Regions from separate parts of the Gossypium hirsutum genome. Here region 2 is linked to region 1. The links are chromatin contacts, called in public Hi-C maps. All regions are on one chromosome and are shown on one strand. The core of a region is the stretch at or near the end of the contact, and the rest is flanking DNA. Distances in the headings are between cores, read along the strand shown.

Region 1 (6,684 bases), core at 2,839-5,338:
TCTTTTAACACAAAAGTTTTAACTTTCATCCTTCAAAATCTATAATTATATCCCAATCTCCCAACACAACATTCTTGGTTTCACCTGTTAGAGTTGTGTGATCCAAATTCTAAGAGATTGCTTGCAAGTCAAGTTAAACAAAAATATTTTTTTCTAGAAGATTTAGTATTTATTAGTATAATATATTTAGCATTTATTAGCATTGTTTATTTGACTTGCTATTTTACCTATAAATAGGGTCTTTTACAACCTTAGAAAATACACCCATTAGATATTAGAACTCATAACACATTTAGAGAATTTTGTGTTTACGTTTTGAGGGTTCTTTGTTTTCGGGTTTTTGGGGTTTAGTTTTTATCTCCATCTTTTGTACTTTTCGTTCTTTTGCCATTATAGTAAAATTATCTTTGCCTGTGATTTTTTTATCCTCTTTGGAGGAGTTTTTCCACGTTAAATTTATGTGTTCACTTTCTCAATTTATTCTGTTATTTTTACTTGTTCGTTGCTTAAATCGTGTTGATCTTAACAAGTGGTATCAGAGTTAGTTCAATTTTTTATAGATCAGCCCGTTCAGAGATGGCAGCAACAAGGTTTGAAATTAAGAAGATTAATGGTGAGACAAATTTCAATCTATGGCAAGTTCGGATGATGGCAATTCTAGTTTAAACAGGCTTGAAAAAGGTTGTTACTAGGAAAAAGCCTAAGAATCTAAATCAAACAAAATGGGAAGAGCTTGAAAAAAAGGCCTTGTCTGCAATTTAGTTGTGCCTCTCGAATACGGTATTGCAGGAGATATTGATGGAGAAGAGCTCATCCGCATTGTGGAAAAGGTTAGACACTCTTTATGGGACTAAGTCTTTGGCTAACTACTTAGTGTTGAAACAACATCTATTTATGTTTCACATGAATGAAGGTGAGCTTCTTAGATATCACATCAGTCAATTCATTACTCTTTTAAATGATTTAAAGAACGTTGATATTCATATTGACAATGAAGATTAGACTATGCTATTATCGTGCTCTTTACCCCTTTCATACAAGTCTTTCAGGGAAACATTTATTTATGGTAGAGACAACTCTCCTTTGAAGATGTGAAGGGTCATTTGTTGAGTAGAGACAAACTCAAAAATGAGTTTGGTTTGGATAGCAAGGCAGATAGGCAACCTTCCGTTTTGGTAGCATCAAAGAAACGAGACAAAATGTGTCGTTATTGTAAAAAGTTAGGTCACATCAAAGAAGATTGTTATAAACTGCGAAATAAAAGAGCTGCTGAGAGTAACGAGGAAGATGTAGTTGGCGCTAATTTGGCCAATGAAGGTGGTGATGATTTCTTGTTAGTGTCAAAGAGTGATAACTCCGAGCTCACGTCCTAGTGGATCCTAGATTTGGGATGTTCTTTCCACATGTGTTCCAATAGAGAATGGTTCTCCACGTACAGTTTGATTGAAGGTGGAGTTGTGCGCATGGGAAACGATTCATCCAGTAAGGTAATTAGTATTGGTACTGTTAAAATTAGGACACACGATGGGACGATTAAGACACTCTCAGATGTCAGGTATGTACCTGATTTACGAAAGAATCTCATTTCCTTGAATATTTTAGACTTGAAAAGATGCAGAATCAACATCGATTCAAGCGGTATTAAAGTATCTTATGGAGCTTTTGTTTTGTTAAAAGGCAAAAGAATCGGGAGTCTTTATATACTGGAAGGATCTACAGTGACCGGTGAAATCGGACGTCCCTTGTCCGTTACGGAATCGAAGTCAACTCATTTGGAGCGGAGGCAACTTGGTCATAGAAGGGAAAAAGGTATGACCGTTTCGTTAAAGAGAGGTTCTCTTTTGGATGCAAGTTTTGAAAAGTTAGGGCACTGTGTACGTGAAAATCATACCGGGTTAGTTTTGATTTGGCAGTGCACAAGTCGAAGGCTAGTAGTTTTCCAGCTTCTAAGCACAGATTCGACTCAGTTAATTCCCTGCATAGTTCAAGATAGGCCTGTGGTGGGCTTTGGCAAAGATGGCGTTGAATCAAGGTGGAAATTGTTAGAGTTGTGTGATCCAAATTCTAATATTTTTTTTTCTAGAAGATTTAGTATTTATTAGATATTTAGCATTTATTAGTATAGTTTATTTGACTTGCTATTTTTCCTATAAATAGGGTCTTTTACAACCTTAGAAAATACACCCATTAGATATTAGAACCATAACACATTTAGAGAATTTTGTGTTTACGTTTTGAGGGCTCTTTGTTTTCGGGTTTTCGGGGTTTAGTTTTTATCTCCATTTTTGTACTCTTCGTTCTTTTGCCAATATAGTATAATTATCTTTACCCGTGATTTTTTTATTCTCTTTGGAGGAGTTTTTCCATATTAAATTTGTGTGTTCAATTTCTCAATTTATTCTGTTATTTTTACTTGTTCGTTGCTTAAATCAGGTGGATCCTAACATCACCCTTATTATTATTGTTATTATTATTATTTGTATATCATATGTTTGGGATTTACTAACTATATTTCTTTTTTTAATTTTTATTTTAAAGAAGATTTTAATTTTAAAAAATATTCACTCTTAATGTTGGGGTGTTAAATTTTATCAATACTTCAATCACGATACAAGAACTCTCATATAAATAGAGTTTAAAAAACCCCACAAATTCATTAATACTAACTCCTACACAAAAATATTAAAATTAGTGGAATTATTTAATTTGACGATTACATAATCCAATTAAGATTAAGTAGACCACCAAAATTACATCAAAAACATTCTTTTAAAATAGTACATCACTTGGGCATTCAAATACAAATTATAAGGTTCGATATTATAACCTCCAACATGGAAAAGGCCCGCCACTATCAGAGTTGGTGGAACATTTTACATCAGTTTGTTTGGAGAAATATATAAACTTAGCTTAGCTGGGAGCTAGCTGAACAAATCAAATCATACTAAATTATGAACATGTTAATGATGGCAGGTTGGAAACCAAAGAAAAGAAAAACCCTAATTATTTTGCTGTCCTTCAAAGAATTGTGGATTTGATGAGTATTATTTTTTAAACAATTGTGCATACAATTACATCTAAAATGTTAAACAACTTTGATTTTAAGGAAATTCTTTTGCCTACTTAATTACTTATTCTTTCGATTTTTCTCTAATTTAAGAAGTTAATTACGACTATCCAAAGTTGATGGTACAATGCCTAGATGCTTACTTAATCATTAATGTTATAACCACAATGCAATAATAAGCTATCATTATAGTATCTATATGCCCAAGTTGAGTAGAGAAAACAAATTTCCTTTTAGAGGGAAAAGAAAAAAGCATAATTTCTCATAAGGTGAAAAAAATTTCTTTTGTACCTAACAAAGAGCACAATCCTGTTGTCTGCCATATGTAGCCAATAATTTCAACTTGTAGTATATTGTTTCCCTTGTGATTTAAACACTAATCACCTAGCTAATTATTTGTCTAATTACCATAATCTCTTAATTTCTATATATGAAACCAACAATATGTATTTGATATTAATGACCAAACTAGTCTAATCCAATCCATGATTAAGTTGGAAAATTCCATTGGAATAATCTCAAGTTATTATTTTTTTTAGGTTTTATGTCTCAATCAAGTTTTTTATTTTCATAACAATGTTTCGTATGGAAATGAATAAATGCCTATTTGGAAGAGTTGAACTTTATGACTTGATTCTCTTGCAAGTTGGATGTGAGTAGTGTCTACTTAGAAAAATTTAACATTGATCTAAATTAATGTAGTTAGACGATTTATAAAATGTAGGTTTAGAAATTGCGATGATTTAAAATTAAATTATATTATATTTTTTATTTAACATATAATTAATTTTTAATTTTTTATGATTTAAAAATTAAAAAAAAAGCAATATTAATATGTGGAAGGGGGATGTTGGAAAAACAAAACCGATAATTTAGAAAATTAAAAGGCGTTTCTCAAAAAAAGAAAAGAAAAGAAAACGGTGATGTTGAAAACCACGTGCAATGTTGTAAACAAAGAGTGGCCCAGATTAATGGGAGGCCCATTTCAGGATGAGTTGGGTTGAATGTTTGGTGCCTATCACACGATAAATTCACCCACATTTTTCACGTCTCCTATCCTATGGCTTAGCTATAAAAATAAATGGTCCAATGCCATCTAACTACGCTTTATGGCAATTTATAAAGAGAACACTACGTAACCCACACCCATGAAATAGATAGCTCTATATAGCAAAAAGGAAGATATAATAATGATATCATTAAAAGGAAACTTAATGGAGTAAATGTGGTGAATTATTATTATTATTATTTTTGAATTATAAGAGTAGGGTAAAGTCCTAACAATAACGTAATTAGCGCAATTCAAACTCAAGTCACACCTAGGGCAGTGAATATCTTGGCCATCAAGCCAACGCATAAGGTTCATGGTGAATTACTCTTTGGGATGTGATAAATAAGATAAAATATATAAAAAATAGATATACGAAAGTTTTTTAATTTCATGTTAAAAGTTTGGATTTAATATATAAAAATAAAGTGTCAAGTACAATGGTAAAATACATTATACTCTTAAGGAGAATTAAATCCTAATATAGGAAATGTAAACATGAACTTCGTAAAGATTAAACTTTATAAACTCTAAAATAGACATGATAAATACTTTAATTATACTAAAGAAAAAGTTTGGGTTTAGATTTCTCTAGTTATGGCTAGAGGTGAAGCTAAAAATATTTCTGGGGGATCGGAATTAAATTATATATTTTTATGATAATAAAAGTGCAATCTTACTATTTTAATAGTCTATATCTTTATAATTTTTAAAAAATTAAATCAAAATTTTATCATTTTTAGAAAGGTCAAGACTTCTAGCAACATCCATAACTCTATCTTGAATTATGACAATTTTTTTCTATAAAAGCGATGCAATGTAATTTGATAATATTAAATACTATAAATAAATAAAAACTAATGTTAAATCAATTTGACTTAGAACAAAATTTCTCAAAATATTTCATGCTATGAATTTATCCATTGAAAAATCTCCAAAATCTCCACCTCAGAATTAAGATTTTTAAAACCTAACCTAGAAAGATAAAAGTTAAGATACTTTGAAAAAAGGGTCATTTTCTGGCTAATTGAATCCAGCTCCACATCACAATAACTAAGGTCATCCACCCAAAACAAAAACGAAAGCTTAGAAGTGTTTTAATGACAGGCAGAGTAATGATGTTGTAAAGCACTAAAATGATCTTTAAATACAAAGCAAAACCCATTTGAAATAGTTCAGTTTAAACAACCCTAATAGCTATAAATGCAGGCTGGGACTTCTTTCCAATAAAAGAAGCAATAATCTGTTAGTATATAACACCAAGTTCTTAGGTAGGTTGCCAATTAATTGAACCAAGTTGATTATTTTTGCTTATGAATAGTCTTACATGTAGCCTATAGGGGCCAATATGTTTGCTCAACTGCTTTGAATTATATATATGTGCATTTTGATTTGGACTTCATTTCCCTTTCTCTTGTATGGCCTAAGACTGAGTTTTTTTTTCTTTCTCTTTTCAATGTGGGGTAACCAATTTGAATTCAAGCTTCATATCGGATATGTTATGTATCTCTTATCAGGTTCATTTGGGTAATTGTCAAAAACTTATCCCCATTATTTCTTTGGCCAATATGAAAAAAATTTATGCCTTTTGACTCATAAATATGATTTTTCCTTGCTTCCAAAAGCACATATACATGAATATAGATGAATTGGTGAAACATTTCTCTCTCCGTACTCAACACTTATACTTTAAATTTCACATTGATTATAAAACATTTTCATAGCTCGCACTTAAATTATAAATAACTGTTGATTTATTGATTATTTACAAAAGTTCTTTTAAAATTTCAGAATTATAGTTTAAATTTATTTATATCATAATATTTATTTTTTATTTTTTATATATAGTAATATATATTATTATTTATATATAATAGTTTATATTATATGAAAGAGAAATGTTTGCACCATAAAAGTGTCTGATTTCTTCACTATTTAAATATATTTTTTTAAAATTTCTTCATTTAAAGAAATTCATGAGAGAGGACTATAGATTAAAGTTATTTATATTATATATATAATAATATATATTATTTATGATTTTTTTATATCATAATATATATTATATTAAAATGTTTTGGCTACATAATGAAATGCATGTAATGTTTATATTACAGTTTTTATAAATCTCACATTGTCTTAGAAAACTCTTATAGTTCACACTTACACTATAAATTATAAATAAGTGTTAATTTCTTCACCATTTACATAAGTTCTTTAAAGTTTCTTTATTTGAAGAAATTTATAAGAGAGGACATATAGTTTAAATTTATTTATATATCATGTTAGAATTAAGTGACTCGAATTCTTGTTTAAATAAAATACAGTGGTAAAACAAAATAAAAGTAAAATTCCTATAAAACTACACTTCTTTTATTTTATTTTAGAATAAGGTTTTTTAAACCTTATTAAACTTCATCTATTTGATATTGATTATAATAAGGTGTTTCAATCTTACTACACTCCTATTAGAATATGATTTTACAAGCCTATAAATAGACATAGTATATTCCTCTTGTAATGATTAGAATTTGACATAGTGAATTTTCTTCTCCTCTGCCTATGGTTT
Region 2 (6,684 bases), core at 3,047-5,546, 180 kb after region 1:
TTTTCTTTTTAATTCTGTGGAGTGCTAAATTACATTTCAAAAGAAAAAAAACAAAAAAAAAACAATATTTATTTTAATTTACAGACCATGAGAATGGGTCACACTATGAGCAAGCAATGTTAAACATCACAGAGAAGCTTATGTAACTAAGAGCACAGAGATATGTGCAAGTTACGGTATAGAAAACCTAGTGCTTTTTAATATCAAATTATTCAGAACAATTTTTTCAAAGAACCTATGAACCATTCAAGCTCTCTCACCTCAAACAACATGAAAACTGCATACTTTAGTCAAGTTTCAAGGTTTTTCTGCTTTATTAAATCTCACAAACTAAGACTGTACATGTAAAGAGGGCAATATATACTTACATGCAAGTTCATCATACTCATCTTTGCCAACAACATAGACGTTGACATCTTCAAGCGTCATGTAAAAAATGTAAACAGACCTGATAAAAGAACATTTTTGTTCATTTATTTAAACTGATATCTCAGGATGGCTTTAATTAAGGTTTAGGAAACAGATCCATCCACAACCAACAAAGACAGGAAACTTGTGGCCCTGATGAATTAACTCATGGAATTAACTTAATTTCAGGGTAGAAAAAAGTAAAACATACTGTATTTTGAATTAGAAGAACCCACTGCCCAGTTTAAAACGTATCCGTAAGTACAGACTATGTTTCTTTTTACTCTCAAAATAGCTTTTCCACTTATGAAAGTTACCAGGCCACACGAACAAAGATGGAAGTTTGGTAAAGAAATCCAGTGAATCAGGCCTGTTGAACCATTGTTTATACCTTAGACTATCTACAACTTAACAAACTTTAGCTACATGTTTAAAACATTTACATAAGAACTAAAAATGAATGTTGTGCTCATTACGATCCATGCAAGACTTGAGCAATTAACTATCAATTTTGTGCTAATGGCAGATGCAAGTGCTTCGCATAGTTCAATCATGTTAGAACAGATCAACAAAATCACAACTATCAAAAACTTTAAAATTCAACAAAATCATGCAATGTGATTTAGCAGTACACTTTCTCACTTCAATGCCCACTTTCAAGAATTCAAATTGAAACTTACCATAACTCAAATCTAACCTTATATTCATACTTAAGAACTTAAAACTAACCTAAAAACATTGAATTCTCTATTGAAAACTCAACTTTTCCTCACTTAGACAACAAGAGATCTCATTAGAACGGTAAATCTAACCTGCAAAACAACAAGAAATCTTAGAAATCTCGACTCTCTCTAACCCAACGAACATGAGCATAGTTTTAAAAATGAGGAAATCATTAGAAATTAAGTTTCATGGATAGAAAATCATTAATAAGTTACATCATCATTGCCTAGTTGGATTTTCTAGAAATCAAAGTCAAGAACAGTCAAGAAATCGATCTCCCTTCTTTTCCATATTCTTACAAAAATAGAAAAAAATGAAAAATCATGTTTTGATCTTAAAAACATAGAAATTTTTGCTAGAAGTAAAACTTTTCAAGATTGATTGATAAGAATCAAAAGCTTAAAAAATTATTGAAAGATGTGAGAAAAATTTTGAAAGAAAATGTAGAGCAAATTGTGTTCGTGAAATGAAATGGTTCATTCCATATTTTAAAAACAAAATCTAATTTTCCATGGCATTAAACAAAAAAATTTTGAATTTAGAATTTTAAATTTTAAATTTTATAACAAAACACAGTTTTGAAGAAAACCATATCTTTGAAATAAAACATAATCCCTAAGGTAATGTTCAATTATGTTATAAAAAAGAAATAAAATCCCATTTCCAATTTCATAGATCATGAACAGACATAACAGATGTTGTGTTTGCCAAACATCATCCATTTCCAATTTCTACCAAATCAAGTCCCAACCAGAAAGTAGAATAAAATTATTTGATTTGCATAAAAAAAAGCCCCATTAACGATCTACATCTATTCAAAAAATATTCAACTAATTCAACAAACTAGAAGCGATAAAGAGCATAGTTGGAAAAATTTGCAAAAGAAATCAAAGCATAGGATGGGATGGGAGAAAATGGAGGGGCAGACGTACCGTTCAACTAAGATGTTGCCTTCAGAATTGGCGAATAAAACCACGAGAATCATGGCAATGTATCTCCCTCTCGCAGATACTTCCTTTTTCTCTTGAGGCAGGGAGACGGAGATCAGCTAAGTTGCTCCTGCTTTGTTTTGTGTCGTCAATCGCAATTTTCTTTCCCATTTTCCTTTCTACCTTTGGCGGCGTTTAGGAAAAACCGCCACTATTTCTTTACCTTTTATGGCGCTATTTCCATATACGCCACCATAGAATGACTTATTACGGCGTTCTTCATTTAGCACCATTAATATTATATATTTGTGGAGTTTTTCAATATCAACGCCGCTAAAAGTTCTACCTTTGCAGGAGTTTTCACTCTAAACGCCACTAAAAGTTTAATTGGGGGCATCATGGTTATTTATATCCTAGATGCAAATTAACTCCATATTATTAAATTTAATCTTAATCTATTCAATTTAGATCTAAACCTTAATTTTCTCTCCCAAGATAAATCGAGATTATTAAATTAATGCAACTTGATGGTCAGACAAATAAATTAAATAAGCATGAAACTGATAAATAATTAACAAAGATAAAAACAATTAAAGAGAAAATATTTAATTAACTAAGAGAATAGGATCCATTACCATTCCAAGAAAATAGATTTTACTTCATGTTGAGTTGAAAAAATATCACAAGTAGAAATTTAAAACAAGCTTGTATTGAGAAAAAAGTATAAAGAAAATAATCAAGGGATAAAAATGATTATCAAACTAATGTTGAGCACTCAGAATCTCTTTCTCTTCTCGTTTTTACAAGCTTGAAGTTCCCTTTAGCGTGAAAGAATTGTTCCTTCACCTCCAAGTTGATTTCTTCCTTTTTTCCCCTTTTCCCTTAAATCATGTCACCTTTTATTTTTAGGGTTTTAATAATTCCACTCCACCATAAGTAGAACTGCAATGAAGTAGACTGCATGCTGTCTGAAATTTTGAATTGAAGCTTATACTTCACTACACTAAAACAAATCCAGTAGAGCAAAAAACTTCTCTTCACTACTCCAAGTCTTCCATTCTTCATCCGGTACCTACAATTTAGAGAGAAAAATAACAAGTAAATCCGAACTAACCCTAAAAATGATAATACTAAACTAAGATTCAAATAAAATATAATTAATTTGAAAAAAACTATAAAATGTAATAAATTCTAACCTAAATGCTTTATTTACCTCCTAAAATACTATAAAAATTATACTAGGATAACTCCAAATATGAAGTTATCAGGTATATTTTGAGATTTGAACCACACGAATTGCATTGCTAAAACTTTAAATTTACCACTAAACCAAAGAGTTATTTTAATCTTTTTTATATATTTTAATTTTATTGTGCGCATTTTATTATCTTCATCAATTGCATATATATATACTGCTATTTAACTCGAAGCCAACTTATGATTGATATATTCATTTAGTATTCTTAATATGATGTATTATGTGTTTAAGTTTTGTTTTACTTATAATTTAATTTAATTTTTTATTCTTATACCGTATATATTTCATATGATATTATTAATTAGTTTCAAACCATACATTTCATTTTTTATTATATGTTATTTTTAAATATACATTTGGGCTCTAAAAACGTGATTTTTACATGCATGGGTTTGTAATAGAATTTCTAATAGGGTAAACTACGCCATTAGTCACTAAACTATGAGTAAGTTTTCGTTTTGGTCACTTAACTAAAAAAGTTACAATTTGATTATTGAACAATTCAAAAGTTTTCATTTAAGTCATTGAACTGTTAAAACTAATGATATATGATTTTCTCTATTCTCACTACATACATCAATCAAAAGTTCTCTTTCCCCTTCTCTCCTATAGCTCGTTTTTTTTATGAAATAATTTTGGACATCACAAATCTACGAACAGAAATTTAAATAATTTTTTCTCTGATCTTTGGCACTAACTATTAGATCGACTTGGATTTAAGATATGTTCTTCTACTCGTTGATGGTTACTGATCCACCATACTGATCTACTATATGGATCATCAAATCGTCACTTAAAAATTTCTAATAGAACTTTAAAAAAAAAACTTAATAATCTAGTGACTTCAACTAAAACTTTTTTTAATTCTATGATCAAGTTGTAACTTCCTTTAATTAAGTGATCAAATAAAAACTTATATAGTATAGTATACCCTTTCCAATATAATTTAGAGTCAAAACCAATCGTTTAAAGTGTTATTTAAAAGGAAGTATCTGTCAGGCACGTGAACATGCGGTCACGCTTCGAACCCTAAAAAGAAAAGAAATAAAAAACCACCAACCGAAGATATTTCCCACAGAACAATCACCGAGTACCTTCGTATTCATATTTCTCGATACAGCAATCGAACTCCCCCCGACGTTTCTCTGTTTCTTTTCTACCGTTCCGTTCCTTTGTTTCCCCCGTAATTTTTCTTCCATTCTTAATTTATTTTTCTTATTATTATAGTTATTCGATCTGTTCTATTATTTTTAGTTATTAATTGTTCTTTCAATTTTTTTAATGTCTGATTGTTAATGATATTGTTATAATTAAGCATGTTATAATTTAAGTCTTTAAGGGAGTTTAGGAAATTGATCAATATTTTTTTTTCTGAATCCGATTTTTTATTTTGGAATGCTGCAGTTAATTTAAGAAGTTGTAAGATCGAGAAATTGAAACTAAGTTGGTTGTTATGGCTGGTCAAAGAAATGATTACGGTAAAAGATCTCATTTTCAGCCTGATTACGCTGGAAATGGAGGAGGAGGTGTTAAGAGAAGAAATGCTGGTGAGGAAAATGAACAACAGCATGGGATTGGGCCTGAAGATACCGTTTACCGTTATTTATGTCATGTGAAAAGGATTGGGAGTATTATAGGAAGAGGTGGTGAGATTGTGAAACAGTTGAGGTTAGATAGTAAGTCGAACATTAGGATTTGTGAAGCTCTGCCGGGTTGCGAGGAGAGGGTTGTTATGATTTATAGTTCCAGTGAGGAAACAAATCCATTTGGTGATGAGCTTGTTTCGCCTGCTCAGGATGCTTTGTTTAGGGTACACGATAGGGTTGTCGCGGAAGAGTTGCCTGCTGATGAGGATTTGGAGGAGCAGACACATGTGGTTACTGTGAGAATGCTTGTGGCATCTGACCAGATTGGTTGTGTTATTGGGAAAGGTGGACAAGTGATTCAAAGTATAAGGAGTGAAACACATGCTCAGATTCGGGTTTTAAGCAATGAGCATTTACCTCCGTGTGCATTGACTTCAGATGAGCTTCTTCAGGTAAAGTTGTTTTCTCATATGAAAAAGATATAGCATGTGTTATGCCCTTTTTTTAATAAATAAGAGAAAAAATATTGGCCATTTACCTGAATATTATCTCCTGTAGAGTTAATTTCTTAATTTATTGCAAGACTTAACCATAGGTAATAGATGTATGGATATGACGAGTGTTTGAATGGAAGATTCCTTTAAAGGGAAATGAAAGGTCTAGAAGTTGGTTTTAGCTAACAGCTTTTATTGCTCACAGTGTTGCTAAGTTGAAAAGAAATGGTAGTAAGCAGTCTTCCTAGAAAAGGGAAGAGTCTTTATTTTCTACTTTTATGTTCTCCTGTTATAAGTGATGGGATTTGGAAGATCTGTTGATTGATCTCCATGAGGCTTCTGACCAGACAGTTCTTACCTAAAAATGTGTCCTTATGTTGTAACTGTATATTATTAGCATTCTTGAAAATGTTTTGAGTTGCCTGCATATTAGGAGATTTTGAATCATCTTGCGGCCTTCTTGTTTATTCATTCAGTTTCTCTATGGGGATTTCAGATAATTGGAGAGCCCTCTGTTGTGAGGAAGGCTCTTTATCAGGTGGCATCTCGCCTTCATGATAACCCTTCAAGATCCCAGCACTTGCTTCTCTCCTCTCTATCTAATATGAATCCATCAGGTGGGATGTACATGAATGCCCCCCTTATTGGTTCTTATGGAAATTATTCTTCTAGAAGAGATGATGGTTCTGCAAGGGAGTTTTCTCTTCGTTTGGTATGCCCGGTTGGAAATATTGGGGGTGTGATTGGAAAAGGTGGTGGTATTATCAAACAGATTAGACAGGAGTCTGGGGCATCGATTAAAGTTGATAGCTCTGCAGCTGAAGGAGATGATTGCATTATATTCATATCAACAAAAGAGGTAAGAATACATTAATTCTTAAAGTTAAGCTTAGATTCTCATTGTGGAATTTATATGTCATGCCTCATTATTTATATCTCTGCAGTTCATTGAAGACCCATCCCCTACCATCAATGCTGCTTTGCGCTTGCAATCACGATGCAGTGAAAAAACAGAAAGAGAATCAGGTGATTCTGTAATCACCACCCGTCTACTTGTTCCAAGTTCACAGGTTGGATGCCTTATCGGTAAAGGTGGGGCAATAATATCTGGGATGAGGAATGCTACTAGGGCTAGTATTCGCATACTTTCTAAGGAAAACCTTCCCAAAGTTGCATATGAAGATGAAGAAATGGTGCAGGTGAATAATATGCTTTTTGGTGTGCACACTCGATGTCATAGTCAGACTTTTGATAGAATTTTTATCTTCCAATGCTGTACAGATTAC

What was found. A called contact is a pair of places that touch in the nucleus more often than the background predicts.
Region 2: a Hi-C map of leaf shows a contact between it and region 1, with 2.0 times the contacts expected there. The contact joins the promoter of LOC107893678 here to the enhancer-like site in region 1. A contact is called at or near these places in 7 of 34 Hi-C or Micro-C datasets (callus and leaf).

Annotation. Positions count from the first base shown.
Region 1 is chrA13:22,302,608-22,309,291 of Gossypium_hirsutum_v2.1, forward strand. It overlaps LOC121212459 (a long non-coding RNA gene), which reads left to right. Exons shown (of 3, transcript XR_005907675.1): 2 at 561-1,555; 3 at 1,678-1,829. Among protein-coding and RNA genes, the nearest start is that of LOC121212459, 5.0 kb to the left of the region's middle. Within about 2 kb of position 4,089, at least 3 of the 9 cell types and tissues checked have an H3K27ac peak or open chromatin away from gene starts, as enhancers often do. A contact at or near this core is called in leaf, where this site is marked.
Region 2 is chrA13:22,486,162-22,492,845 of Gossypium_hirsutum_v2.1, forward strand. LOC107893678 (RNA-binding KH domain-containing protein RCF3) reads left to right here and starts at 4,297. Exons shown (of 10, transcript XR_005907329.1): 1 at 4,297-4,501; 2 at 4,723-5,356; 3 at 5,895-6,257; 4 at 6,343-6,597; 5 at 6,680-6,684. LOC107893677 (a long non-coding RNA gene) reads right to left here and starts at 2,433. Exons shown (of 4, transcript XR_005907456.1): 1 at 2,064-2,433; 2 at 369-448.